Regions from separate parts of the Arachis hypogaea genome. Here region 1 is linked to region 2. A link is a contact called in public Hi-C data. All regions are on one chromosome and are shown on one strand. The core of a region is the stretch at or near the end of the contact, and the rest is flanking DNA. Distances in the headings are between cores, read along the strand shown.

Region 1 (2,700 bases), core at 27-2,526, 130 kb before region 2:
ATAAAGAAACTCACTTTGTAACCACGGAAAATGACTTATATGTCCCAAGAGTATCCTAATGTTGGTTACCTACTTGGTCTGTTAGTATCTGAACCAACGTTAGAAAACGTATGGCACATGGAGGTTATCTTTCGTGGTTACAAGGTGAGTTTTTTTATTCTGAGTACATTTGTCAACGTTTATATCTTTTATGGGTACAAATGATAATTTATTTGAAAAAGATACTATGTTGAACAAGGAGCAGAGGTCTAGTATAATTCACACTTGATTGAATCTTATAATTATCTGAAAAGGGTTGATCACTAATTCTGTACTCAAGATTTAATCTGCGACAATAAAATTTTTGAAAGATGTTATCGACAAAATAATCCTTGTATGATTTGAAAATATGAAAAAAAAAATTAATAAATATTATATTTTTTGAGTAACAATTTTTGTATTTAGTAATTGATTTATTTATTTGATCTAAATTTTTGTAGTAATATTTAAAAGGTATAACAAAATTTAGAGTAAAATTTATTCTCTAGATTTTTTTTTTTATTTTTCAAAAAAAAGGTCATTTACAATGACAAAATTATTAAATTTTAAAGATGAATTTTTTTTAATAATGATCACAAAAATTGCATCATAATTTGACTCTAGGGTCGTATTTTAAAATATATATTTTATATCTAATTTTTTTAGTTGCATTTTTAAATCTTTCGGGAGCTTATTTGTCATTAGCATTTTTTGGGAGTTTTTTTTTTAATCAGCGAGGTGAACTTTTGGGTATTATTTTGGTAGTTTATTCTATCGGAAAAATAAGAATCTAGTCAGGGTTTCTAATCTTGGCATTGTGCATTGAGAGGGTTCCTTCACCTCAACCTATATTCTTTCAGGAAGTCGTTGATGTGAATAGATTTAGTCATCGTTGTTGGCTGTTGATATTCTGGGTAACATCTAAATAGGAGTTAAAAAGAGTGTTGCTGCATTACAACGGTTGCTAAAAGTAAGATAAGTATATTAAAGTTTTAGAAGTTGAACCAAATATCAAATCTTTCAAATTACTGGTTTAAAAAGAGGTGAACTGAAATTATTAAATTATAATAAAATACTCGGTATATGAAATTAAAAATAAATATACAAAATATACATAAATAATAAATTATATTATTAAATAAATATATAAATAGTTCATAATTACTTTTTTTTTTTACTAGGCCCATTAAGGGCAGGATAGGGCACAACCCGCCCCGGATCCGACCTGACTCTTAGTTTATCTAGTCGTTGATTTCTTTAATAATAAAAACTCTCTTCAAATGGACTTGGTTAAAAATTGAAACCCACTGAGCACTAACCCATTTTCACATGCATAATTGTGCTTCGATCTACTTTTTTTTGGTTGGTGTGGTTCGAAATTGTCTTAGTCTTTGGGCTTTAGCCCAAAATTGTTTTTGTAGCAAAATCAAACGGTTTTAATCTTTCAACTCTAATGTCATTCGGCAGCAAGTAGCACAGCTTTCTGACTAAGTTGAATCAGTTCAATAGTTAATTCACTAGTTCGCTTAAATAAATGTTAGTAATTCGAATTCTACCTTATACATACAATAATTTATTAGCCAATGACAAACCCTTAATAAAGATTGGATCCGCAGCAAATCAGTCCTTGTCCTGCTGAGTTTCTTTCTTGTCCTGCCCCGGGTTGGAATTTGGAAAATACCATGAAAGAACACCTAGCACAGCCCTCTTTTCAACAGATACAAGATGGGATAATAAACTAAGTAGAAGGTTTAACCAAAGTTTAATTGGATATAATAAAATAATATATTTATAGATAAAATATTATTTTTTAAAAAGTTATTTTATTTTATTATGTTAAACTAATTAGCCCCTAAAAATTTAGATCAGTTCGACTAATTTACCAATTTTTTAATCGGTTTGTTGACACTTAATTTTTACCCCTTTATAGCACCATACATAGCACCCTCTCTTTGCGTGTTTAATTTTTATTTTGTTTACATTATAGTTAAATGTAACATAAGAAGAAAGTGCAAATAAAATAAAGTTGGCATGATAAAATAAAATTGCTTCAATACAGACTGTAAATAACTTTTCAGTTTCTGATTAGTGTACATCATCATGTAGAATTGAAGAACCTTAATCAGCAAGTACGATGTAACATAATCATTTTACTCTTTCTTTCTTTTTTTTTTTTTTTGTTCAGAAGTAACAATAAAGCCTCTGGGTTGTCTTTAATATAAAAGATAGATACTAAAGCTAATAAGTGTATACGTAGGAATCGATGAAACTAGTTGAAAGGCACAGTTCATATCCCAAATGAAACTATTGCATCTTTCAATGGCATCATCCTTATATAGAAAAGTGACAACTCGATCTTTCTAAGCCAATAATTATTCTTCAATGGTTGGACGAGAAACACGCTAGTAGACGAGAAATGTGGCCCTCTTTCAGAAAAGATACGAATTAAATTGCATGCAATTCTATATCCAAGAAAAATATTAAAACAATAAAGACTGCGGATTCTAACCTTCGACAATTTCAATATTAAAACAAGTATTTATGGAGCCAAGGAAAGTCCGTTTAAATGGTAAAATTTTAGAATATATTCTCAAAATATTTGAGTTTGAGTTTTTCATTTCAATAGGCAATATATAAACACTTTGGTAAGTATTTTGTTAGAAATATAATTATTTATGTTAT
Region 2 (2,700 bases), core at 123-2,622:
ATAAGCTTAAGAAATGATATTTTTCTTCTATACCACCATAGAAATAGTATAAATAGGTGGTTAGGTTTAAACTAGTATATGAAATTTTTATGAATTATAGTAAGAGTTGTTGGGGGGCTAGTAAATTGATGTTGTGTTTTTATATTTATTTGCAATCAACCTCTTTTAAAGTGAAGGAGTTCATAAAGAAAAAGTGAAGAATTAATCACTCTTTAATACAGACAATAAAATTCACATGTAAAAATAGTTATAAATTTAATAATAATTAAATTCGATATTTTTTTTTTCTGTAATGTTGATATTTTCTCTTTATATTTAGATTGAGCTTGAGCGTTTACACTATTTAATTTAGTATTTTTAGTATAATTGAGGCTTAATTTTTTATGGAATATCACAAATTACTACACTTTATATATCTTTGTGTAAGAAATTTAGTCTGGGTAGGGTAATTATAAGTATATTGCACTTCTCCTCGATAATTTGATGAGTTATAACTATAGTAGCTTCTTGTATGACAGTGATGAGCTTGCATTAAGTTTGATTTAATTAATAAGACAGGGCCTTCTCTTCTCATCTTCCTCTATGCTATCTTTAAAAGTATATGGTAATGTGAATTGGAGAAGTTGTGTCGAGACTAGTGTTAAATAGTAAATGTGAGTAGTATAACTATAAAGAATGGTTCTACATTGAAAAAGATATACTTATGAAGAATTTATAAAATAAAAAACTCATAAATTTAAGGTCTTAAAGTTTTGACTTAAATATGATATTTTTTCTTTTAATATTCTCCTATTTGGTTTTCTCTAAGATATTTTCAGTGGTGGAGAACTTCACACGATGGCTTCACAGCTCAGAGGAGTACCACTGTATTTTCTGATAGTAGTGCTGCAATCCACATTGCTTTGAACCTAACCTTCCATGAGAGAATGAAGCATATTGAGATGGACCGTCACTTCACACGACAATTAATGCAGCCTGCTTTGTTTAAATCATAGACATCTTCTTCCCTTCCATTTGTGATATAAGGATTTAAAAATAGGAATTTTGAGTAGTGTATTCATTAATGAATTGAAATAGTATTTCAGTATAGATACAGAAACAAGTTAATATACATATTTTTGTATACTTAGAGTCAAAGACTATAGACAATGAGTGTTACTCATGATTTTATTATTCATTTATTATTGTTATCTCTTCCTGTTTGAACAAGTCCACTCTTGTTGCTTGTGCTTATGTCATGGATGACAACATTGTTAAATAATTGGAGGGTGCTTCTTATCTTAGAATTCAAAGTTCTTTGAACCTCTCAGGCCAGGTTATATCTGTTGGCTGGATCTACTATATAACAAGCACTATCTTATTATTCTGCACACTAACTGTTTGATAAAATGTTGCATCGATCAATTTGGTAACAACTATCATTTCAGGTTTGAAACAAAGTTTGTCAAATGTTTCTTTTATTTTCCATGTTTTAATTTGTGGCAACTTTGATCTCAATTCAGTAGATGTACATATTTATGCTTCCTAATTGTGATATTGAATGGTGTAGAAGCAAACTGAGGCAGACAAGGTGCACTTCTTTATCTCCAATGGCATCTTCCAAAGCTTTCCAAATAAAACTTGTTGTATTTGTTGGTCTCTTGTTTGTCTCAAATTTAAGGGCATGGAAGAAAATATGATATCTGAAAATTCTTATTCATATACTGATAAAACTTTAACTTTCCGAGCTCCTCAAATAAAATATGATGTCTTTGTTAGCTTTAGAGGCACAGATATTCGCCAAGGTTTGCTGAGTCATTTGATTAAGGAATTTCATCGAAAACAAATTTTTGCCTTTGTTGATGACAAACTTGAGAGGGGAGATGACATATCACAGGCACTTTTTGGAGCAATAGAAAAGTCGCTGATTTCATTGGTGATATTCTCACAAGACTATGTTTCTTCGAGATGGTGTTTAGAAGAACTTGTGAAAATAGTCGAGTGTAGAGAAAAAGATGGACAAACCGTAATACCTGTTTTTTACAAAGTAGATCCATCAGATGTACGATATCAAAAGGGCACCTTTGCAAATGTGTTCGCTGAACACGAGGAAAGGTATGATATGATCAAGGTGCAAAACTGGAGAACTGCTTTGAAAAATTCTGCTGATTTATCAGGATTTCACTCGACAAATTTTAGGTAAGTCTTTTCCTGCTTTTTTACATAGTTATATGCATCTACCTTGTAAGCAGTTATTGCATAAGTCTGGAGATTAACAATTGAAATGTAAATTGATTGTATATTAGGTAAGTCAATGATACATTGAATGATGATAATGTGATATATGTATGGCCTTGTGTGTACATGTAATTTTCTTTTACTTTGTAGTTCTGAATTTCACCTGTAGAAGCACATAGTAAAGTTAGTCTTCTCTAGGTTCATATTCATGAAGCTTTTAGATTGCTAATAAAAGAAAACAAAGGTTCCAAACTTCCAAATTAATAATAAATGTATATTTTCTTTTCCTTTGTTGTTGTATAGGAATGATGCTCAGCTTGTTGATCAGATTGTTGATTTTATATCATCAAGATTAAATGACATGCATCAGGTTAAATCAAAAGGACTTGTTGGAATTCACAAACCAATTGCACAGTTAAGAGTCGTTGATGCTCAAAGAATCCGAAGATGTACGTGTTATTGGAATTTGGGGTTTGGGCGGTA

What was found. Hi-C and Micro-C count contacts between places; a contact is called where the count stands out from the background.
Region 1: a Hi-C map of leaf shows a contact between it and region 2, with 5 times the contacts expected there. The contact joins the enhancer-like site here to the promoter of LOC112776244 in region 2. A contact is called at or near these places in 4 of 8 Hi-C or Micro-C datasets (leaf and an unstated tissue).

What each region holds. Positions count from the first base shown.
Region 1 is chr19:18,047,302-18,050,001 of arahy.Tifrunner.gnm2.J5K5, reverse strand. No RefSeq gene overlaps it. Among protein-coding and RNA genes, the nearest start is that of LOC112780119, 8.7 kb to the left of the region's middle. Within about 2 kb of position 1,276, at least 2 of the 3 cell types and tissues checked have open chromatin away from gene starts, as enhancers often do.
Region 2 is chr19:17,914,459-17,917,158 of arahy.Tifrunner.gnm2.J5K5, reverse strand. It overlaps LOC112776244 (disease resistance protein RPV1), which reads left to right and starts at 1,372. Exons shown (of 6, transcript XM_029295862.2): 1 at 1,372-1,570; 2 at 1,759-2,178; 3 at 2,521-2,635; 4 at 2,637-2,700. The coding sequence starts at 1,506.